Regions from separate parts of the Mus musculus genome. Here region 1 is linked to region 2. Evidence: chromatin contacts called from public ChIA-PET data. All regions are on one chromosome and are shown on one strand. Each heading gives the region's core, a stretch centred on a gene start, on an enhancer-like site or on the middle of the called end of the contact. The rest is flanking DNA. Distances are from core to core; before and after follow the strand shown. Region 1 overlaps Aqr (aquarius). Region 2 has its middle 21 kb from the start of Arhgap11a.

What was found. ChIA-PET counts read pairs in DNA pulled down with a chosen protein or histone mark.
Region 1: a contact with region 2 is called in an RNA polymerase II ChIA-PET map of memory CD8 T cells, with 11 times the contacts expected there. The contact joins two enhancer-like sites. A contact is called at or near these places in 3 of 39 promoter capture datasets (the 3T3-L1 cell line, the C10 cell line and hippocampal neurons), 7 of 15 datasets of contacts at CTCF or cohesin (CD8 T cells, the NIH/3T3 cell line, hippocampal excitatory neurons and 3 more), 141 of 484 Hi-C or Micro-C datasets (the 63-12 cell line, the AML12 cell line, the AtT-20 cell line and 90 more), 14 of 115 datasets of contacts at active chromatin or transcription factors (CD8 T cells, the HPC-7 cell line, PVALB interneurons and 10 more) and 3 of 9 other capture datasets (adipose tissue, liver and pancreatic islet).

The regions. Positions count from the first base shown.
Region 1 is chr2:114,143,259-114,147,572 of GRCm38.p6, forward strand. It overlaps Aqr (aquarius), which reads right to left. Exons shown (of 35, transcript NM_009702.3): 13 at 3,631-3,734; 14 at 2,370-2,472. Among named protein-coding and RNA genes, the nearest start is that of Mir7002, 5.2 kb to the right of the region's middle. Within about 2 kb of position 1,818, at least 45 of the 459 cell types and tissues checked have an H3K27ac peak or open chromatin away from gene starts, as enhancers often do. A contact at or near this core is called in CD8 T cells, the MNK3 cell line, Th1 cells and 2 more, where this site is marked.
Region 2 is chr2:113,867,888-113,872,349 of GRCm38.p6, forward strand. No RefSeq gene overlaps it. Among named protein-coding and RNA genes, the nearest start is that of Arhgap11a, 21 kb to the left of the region's middle. Within about 2 kb of position 2,429, at least 8 of the 459 cell types and tissues checked have an H3K27ac peak or open chromatin away from gene starts, as enhancers often do. A contact at or near this core is called in CD8 T cells, the MNK3 cell line, Th1 cells and 2 more, where this site is marked.

The DNA of each region.
Region 1 (4,314 bases), core at 568-3,067, 270 kb after region 2:
TTTTCCCCTTTCTGTTTTCCCTCATAAATCATAAAAAAAAAAAACACCCAACAACAAGGTATTAACCAAATGAACTCGAGCTGGATCCCAGCTCCTCCATTTATAAGAAGTTACTATAAGCGTCTTAATCTGTCTCCTTTTACTAAAACAGCGGAAGTATCGGTCTCTAACCAGGGTTCCATGGTGACGAGAAGGAGTACTATAAAACTGCATCAAACTCCCTGGCATATGCCAAGAGTTTAAGAACTGTAGCATCTATGTAAAAACCTAACAAATTCCCCAAATAGAAATTATGAACCCTGGACTTTGTTTTCATGTTCCTTCTAAGACTCTCCCATGATCTGAGAATGCTCCTTAATCCCCGGTCTGAGGCTTCTCTACTGTAAATGAGAGCCTGGCTGAGCTGCACTCCCTCTCATTAATGATATCTATGCACGCTTGATCTCCCAGCAGTGCATCTCACACAGAAACTGTGATTTCTAATTAACAAGGCCAGAATGGCGCACGGCTTTTCTATGGGAATCATCCCTGGGAAAGGTTTCTATTTCTTTTGTTCATAAAAACTTCGTATTGGTACCAACAGCCTGACTTGAAAGAGATTTTCTTGTCAGAAAAGAGCTCAGGGAATTTTTAGGAAGCGTTTGCAGTTACAGACAGTGACAAGTGACTTGTAGGAGGACAGGCAAAGACAGACATCTAAGGCACATGCTCAGAGCAAACATGCAAAGAAAAAAGTAGTTTCCATTCTGGAACTAATCTGAAGCGCTCCCCAAATGACACTCAGACACCTGTCACTGGGCCTTAAACACCTGTTACAAATGCTTTGTCTCTGCTCTCCACATTTAGCATATTACCATCATCTTCCTACAGGGAGGAATTATGCTCTCTGTCGGGTACAAGAACAAGCTTGGAAAGTAAAGCCCGGAACGGCATGCCTAATACGGTTCAATATGAAGAAAAATCAACAGACACATATGCCTATTTAGTTAGTTAGTTCTTATTTGTTTTGCTCAGCAATGAAAATGTCTGAAATAGATGAAAAGCTACTTAATCTTATAACAGAAAAACTAACACTTTAAATCCTTTTGTTTTGTTTTGTTTTGTTTTGCTGGAAAAGCAGGAAGACTGAGCAAAACCAAGGCTGGTGCGAAGGCAGTGCAGGCTCATCAGAGTGTTGGTTTTGGAGGTTAACCCAGCAGCCATAAGCACACATGGTGAAATAACCAGTTCCTGGTTCTGGTTAAATGTTCACATATGGGTGTACACGCACACACACGCGCGCGCGCGCACACACACACACACTCGTGCGCGTGCGTTATCTGTAAAGGTGAAAACTGTCAACACTTAAGGAGCCATAAGTTAGTGACATGGCTAAATATTTGACATAAATAGTCATCTGTTTCAGAAAATGTTGTATGAAAAGGAGGTGTCCCGACACAACGCAGTGGACTACATGTCCAAACAAGGTGAAATGAAGACAATACTAAAGAGTTTTTAAGAAGTTATGGAATTCCTTGAATTCTTTCGTCCTGCGGTGCTGGTATAGTAGTCACTATATTGTGTAAGTAAGCAGTCTCTACCACTGTGCTATGTCTACCTCCACATTAATAAAATGTACCTAGTTAACAGTCACGTAATTTAATAGGTCCAAGAAGTCTTCTGAGAGCTCCACAAGGTGCAGGTGAAGAGTCTCCGTGCTCCCTCCTGGCAACAGGAGAAGCCCACTGCATGAGAAGCCCATTCATTCCCTGATTTGAACGACTGTGCAGTGGTGCGCTATGTACAGGGTAAGCCAAGCCCCACCCCAAAACCCAGACAACAGCCACAGCAACAACAGTAAAAAGTCACCACACCCAACCACAACCACAACAAAAAGCTAGTTTAGAAAATAAAGACGACTGAAGAATTGCTTAGAATTCTTAAGCCACTTAGAAATCATTTACTGTATTTCTAAGTTACTGAATTTATAGTATCAAGGCTATGACCTGATACTGAATACAGAATTTTTGAATAACTGCCTTTAAAATAACACATGGCCACGGTTATTAACATGCACTGTGTCTAGCTGTGGTCTCTTTGAATCTCCAGAGCATGAGTGCAGGGTGACACAGAAGCTGCTCAGTGCCACAGCGACTTCCTGCCGTAACGGAGCTTAAAGGTTTGAGAGGTGTGAGAAAAGAAACCACAGACGTGAAAAACCAAGCCTGAGGCCTGGCCCCCCAAACCCCTAATTTAATTAGTTCCAAACACAAGAGGCAAAGTACTGAGCCCGAACTCTAGCAGTCAGTACTGTTTATATCACTGAGTGACTCAGAAATGTGGGAAAAGCCACAGGAGAAGTTATAAGACAGTTAAATATTAATGTTTACCAGCAATTCTAGAAGAAACTCTTTATCAAAAGTTGTGTCTTCATTTTTAGGGAGCGTTGGCAAGAGGCAGAGGTATGATGCCACCTGGTGGAGTGTGTTTGAACTGCAGAATGGAGAAGATTTATTCAGGTCATTCACCTTTCCTCTTGAACCCTGTTTTCCTATTGATTATCTTAAAAAGTGAAGATATCCCTACCGCACAGGCAGCAAAACAAACAAATGGACAAAACCCCAACAACAACAAAAATGAGAAACAGGAATTAGAATTTTTGAATTCTGCTAAAATATTTAAAGTATTTTCATGGTACCTGAATCCACTGACAGATAGCACGGACCTTCTACCACTGAAGCTACCACTGCAGACCCAGCCGAGGCCCAGCAGCTCCTGTAGCCCCTCCTCACTCCCACATGCAGACTATCCAAAGCCAGGTTCATTTAAGAACAACATTAACGAAACAGAAAATGTTTCTACTGAAAAAGTTACCAACACCAGACTCTCAAAGAAACATTTTTAAAAAGAATATAACATAATGTGAAATATGCATTTTGCATATAATTTGCTATGTGAAAGAATAAATTATGCTTCTTTTTTCCTTTTATTAGTAACATTTTTCTTTCACAACACAAATGTTTTGTCTTTCTCTAAAATCCCTCTTTTCTATTCTGAACACCAGAACTGCTAATCTATTTTCGACTTTTTTGTTTTTTTCCAGGCCAAAGAAACAGCTTTTGACATTGACTGTGTAATGCACTGACAACTCAATAGGAAAGCCACCCAAAGGCAGCACAGTGGGCACCAACGCAGCCTGCGCAGACTCTGAAGAGCCACGGCTTGTGGAAGTACAGAGTAAAACAAAAAGCAAATAAGCTACTAACTACTACTGTTCCCCAAAAATAGACTAGTAGATATGTAACAGATATTATTATTGATCTATCTTAAGAGCACAATATTTTTGTAGGTCATATCTCTAACATCAAACATGAGCTTTACTGGTTTCTGTTATATGCTGTTTATGGCTAGTGAGATTTGGCCAGGTTAGTGTTTTACTCAAAGAACAATGTTTAAGTTATTAAACATCCTTTCATCACTTCCTGAGAAAAAGATGGGTAATTATGTTTAAGTGAGTCAAGAATCCCAAACTGCTAGAGATGAGCACCAGGTGAGGTTAGCAAAGGGCCAGCCCGCAGCCCGCAGCGCCAGAGAAGAAAGAAAAGCCCACAGCGAAGCCTAGGAGACAATGCTGTTCTTTCCATGTCTTACCTGAGAGGCCCAAAAAACTTGACCAAGGAATCTCGGGCATCTACTTCTGCCACATTGGAGAGGGCAAAGTCATAGAGCTCGGGGAAGTGTGCGAAGGCAGCCCTCTGGGAAAGCAAAGCCAAGTTAATGTCTGTGCCCCTGGAGCTCCAAGGCCACACACAGCGCATACGCTTACCCGTGTGCTGTTTAGTCTCCACGAGTTTGCGTACTTTCATTTCTCTTGCTGCTGCTGGCTGGCTTTATGCCATTGTGGCCAGATAAAACACACTGTATTATTTCACTTTCACATACATTCATTGGGGGCTGGCTTTTTTTTCTTAATATGTGAACTATTTTGGAACCAGTTCCATGAGCTGCTGAAACAAGCGTGTGAACTGTAGTGTTTGGGTGAATACTTTATAGACATCTGTTACATGCCTTTGATCTGTCACTTCAATAGTAAGTAAATAAACGGATAAATATTTCCCACTCCTTCTTACGTTTATCTCCCACGTGCTCCCCGCCTCATTAAACTAGAGGCGTATCATGCAATAGGGAAGGAAGAAATTGTTCTGGCAGTGTGGGACCCCGACTTAGAGTGTTTCTCCCTGGAAGGTAAAACCCCTGGATGTTCCCCAAGCTTGTTTCCCCGATCTCTAAAAATACAGCCAGAAAGGAGCTCTTTGTTCTCTATAGCCAGCAAAA
Region 2 (4,462 bases), core at 1,179-3,678:
ATTTTTTTCCATTCCAATTTTTTTCTTCTCAATTGGTTCTTTTCTTATCCTAAAAAAAAAAAAAAAAAAAAAGTACTCATCTCAGAAAAGCAACCAACCAAAGAACAGCAAAAAAGAAATACAAGAGAAAACCTTTCTTAAGTTCTTAATCTACCCTATTCCACCCACTGGATTCATACATAATCCTTGCAAGAGTGTCCCTTAGCCATGGCGTTCTGGTCCTCGCTGTCCCTGGGTCACTGTAGTCTGGGTCTCATGGTCATTAGTACACTGTAAATGTTCTTGCTGAGGAGACAGCAATGTGGGAGACAAGCTGGCTGGCTGGTTTTCAGCCTTTATTGCACTGCCCTGGCTAGCTGACAGTGCCTCCCTCTTGGATGTCTCCTAGTTGTTTCCTATGTCACTCATGCTGTAAGGACTCCGATTCCCTGGGGTTTTGTCTCCATTCCCCTCCCACCCTGCGTGCTCACCCTGAATGATGCCATTCACCAGTATGGCTTTCCTTTCTTATCACAGTGCGTTCAGCTCTGTATTGCCCTGGTTCAGATCTTACTGGGGTGCTCCAAGTCCACCTTACTTACTGTGTCTCCATGAACAGTTCCCTTGGCTTGATATATAGGTTTTCTCCATGCTCCTTGATCTCCTCCTCAGCGTCTTGGTGTCTACCCCTCAGCAGCCTGCTTGTTCTTCTTCCTGTTTTTTTTTTTTTCATATCAGTTGATGCCATCACCTCCAGTTCACTCTTAAAATTCTTAGTCATCCTAAGTGCAGCCCAGCAATGCCTTTTGAAGCTAATCATGGATTAACATCTCTTGTTGTTCAATTTGTAAGAACAATTGAGACTTGGGAGTTCTTCTTCTTAGATCTTTACGCCATTTCAGACCAGCACCGCCATGTCCTCTGCCATACTCTTTCATGTCTGTGTCACATTCTATCACACATCCTATGCAGAGCTTTGGAAATCACTACTGACAAATAAGCCCCAGGAGGGGATGGTATCACTCACACAGTGGGAGGAGAGAATGAGGACAGAGCCTGGGCCTTTCTGTGTCTATAGGACATAATTGGCATCTCTTGAACTTGAGCTGGGGAGGGGTGATAGAGAGGCTCAGGGGGTAGGATACTTACTATGTAACTATGAGGCTCTGAGTATGAGTCGGCACACCCACATAAAAGTCAGGCATGGCCGTTTGTTCTTATAATTCTAACATTGGTGGAGTGGAGACAGGAGGATCCAATGAAACTATGTGCCAGCCAACCAGGCCCAAACACTGGGATTCAGGTTCAATCTGGGGCAAGAGATACTGTCTTAAGGGAATAAGGCAGAGAGCAATGGAGGAGGGCACCTGATTCCTTCTCTGGTCTCCATATATTCTGTGTATGCATACTTTTCATATGTATACACACACATACACACACACACACACACACACTTTACACACAAAGAATAGAATTGTCTTATAGGTGCATATGAAAATGTACACAGCCATATCCACACATGTAAATGACTTTTGAGGCTCATAAAGTAGTTTTGATTCAGGTTTTGGCATACTAAAATAATATGGGTAAAATTAAATAATTTCATAAAAAGTTCATTTGAAAAAAATGTTTGTCAAGAAGAAACTTGAGATGAGATTTCAAAATGTCTTGATTGATCTTCACTGCCTTTAAAAAAATTAAAATAACTCTCCAGTCATTCAAAAAGAAAGCCTCAGGCAGCGCAGATTCTTTGGTCTTTAGCAATCCTTTACAATAGGAAGCATCTCAAAGTACCCCAGAAGGGTTTTAGAAATTTCCTGCATACTTCTATGTCTCCCTCGGAAGACATAAACACTAGAGGTGAAACGGAATTCAGGGTTCTTTTTAATTGTTTCCTACCCTCATTTGGCTCATGTCTGTCATTGAACCTCTGGGGCTACTCCAATATAAAAGGTTCTTAACCACTGAAATGGAGCAGTAGATTCCAAGCTGTGAAACTGACAAGAAGAAGAGGCAGGCGAATTGCCACTTGCCTGGGGGGGGGGGGATAGAAATCCCCTGCCACGGTATGTTTTGCCTCTGAATCTGCAGCCAGGGGCTCAGCACAGCCCCCCAGACCTGCCTCAGCATCTCTCCCTAGTCTACAAGAAGTACATCTCTGCTAGTCTGAGCCCTGCCATTTCTGAGTTGCCTTGGAGCTATACATCATTAACTCAATCTGTGTTGCCCTGAAATGCTCAAAATAAAAATAGCATCTGTGAGCCCACTTCCTTAGATCCCTGCTCTTTCGCATAAAGATTTCATTCTTCCTTGAGCTACTGTTGCTTTCTAACCATGTCTCCATTACTGTTGCTCTCCCACAATTCCATTTTTCAACCAGTTCTGTCAGCAGGCTTACTGGGGAGAAGCAGAAATTCTCTTTCTCTCTGTGTAGAAGCAGGAAGTGGGGACAAGCAGGCCTACCAAAGTGTGGGAGTTCCCTTTCTGGTCACACATATGTTTATGCAGATGGTACCAAATAAAAGTGCATTTCTTGCCAGACCTGATAGCTCACACCTTTAATCCCAGTACTCAGGAGGCAGATGCACACAGTACTCTGTGAGATCAAGTCCAACCTGGTTGATTTTGAGTATGTTTGTTTGTGGAACAAAGAGAGAATGTAGAACCAAAACAACTTAAGGGAGAAAGCCTTGAGCTGGACTGATGGAGCCATAGTATCGGATAGCTACCAGGTGGGCCTCATGTCTCAAAGGACTCTAAACAGTATGGTAGCTGGGGACCAAGTATTCAAAAATATCAGCCTGAGGGGAATAGCCCCTGGTCAATACGTGACAGTTCTCCTCTGGCCACTAATAATCTCTTAGCCTTTTCAATGTGCCAAATTATTCAGTCCAACTTCAGGAGTCCCCAAAGTCTTACCAGTCCCAACACTGCTCAAAAGGGCAAGTCTCTATCTGGATTCTAGGAAAGCTCTGAGCTGTGAATTCCTATAAAATATGACAACAAATTACGTTGTCCTTTTTCTTTTAATTTTTTTCTGAGAAAGTTTCTCTGTGTGATTCTGAGCGTCCTGGAACTCACTCTGTAGACCAGGCTGGCCTCAAACTCAGAGATTCATCTGCCTCTGCCTGCCAAGCGCTGGGATCAAAGGCGTGTGCCACCACTGCCCGGCCACATACTTTTATATATGATGACACTTGGATATTTCCATTCCAGAAGTGAGGAATGGAGTCATAGCAAGAAAAGATCAGACCGGTCCAAGACTGAGACTTAGCACAACAAACATTAAATTTTGTACCTCCTTGACCTATATTAGGGCTCGTGGTGGCATCATCTAGGTCAATGGTTCTCAAGCTTCCTAATGCTGTGACCCTTTAATACAGTTCCTCATGTTGTGCTGATTCACATTACATGATTTTCATTTGCTACTTTGTAACTGTAATTTTGCCACTGTTATGAATCATAATGTAAATGTCTGTGTTTTCTGATGGTCTTGGGAAATTCCTGTGAAAGAGTTGGGGTCAGGACCCACAGGTTGACAACTGCTTAGTTAGGCCAAAACAGGTTTGGGGAATTGGACTTCTAGGGCTTTGTTGGCTACAAGATATAACATGTTCCACTTACTGCCTACAGCTTCTCTTAGCAGATATAGCACATCCCTGACATGTCCCTCATCAGGAAGTCTCCACTGCTATTCAGCCTTCACAAAAACTTCATACTCTACTCAGATACACCATAGATTTACCCAGGTCATCAGGGGCACCTTATAGGTCATCTGACCCTAGGGTGTTGTCTTTCTCAGGAACCTTAGTATAAACATTGATTATCGAGTCCACACCTGCAAAATCAACACCAAATGGATAATGCTAGGCTTGGCTGCTAGCTTCACACAGCTCATCCCCTTTTACTACTGTCACAGTGGCCTCTGAGTGTCTACACAGAAATAAAACAAAATAAAACAAAACACTTCCCCCGGTAGCCCTGTTCAAGTGTGACATCCCGAAGGTTCTGTCTTCTTACAAGGAAAGATCTCTCAAGTGAGTTTGCATTCTTAGGTTCTGTGGGCTTCGAAAAGTGGCATCTTTCCTTTAAAGCACCTTCCCTGTTGTCCCAGGGTGAAGTGCACACACTAATCTCTCTCTCTCCACTTCCACATTGTCAGTGCTTCCTTGCTCACAGCTTTAAACGCACTCAGGTGCTCTCAAACCTCACTGGTTTAACATTAGTCTCTTCCATTTTCTCCATTTTCACTGCAGAGGGGCTAAAAGCAAGCAGTAGCAAACATGCCCAGCCCCAATGTTAGGCTATTCTGAAAAATTTCTCCACCAAACAAAGGGGTCCATTACTTTTTAATTCAACCTCACAACTTGTCAGGACATGGGCGACATGTAGCTGATCTCTTGTCAGAATGTAACACAGTCTTTAGTGCAGCTTTCTCTGCTTTCTCTTTTTCCTGTGCCAAGGAATTCCAAGCTATTCCCCA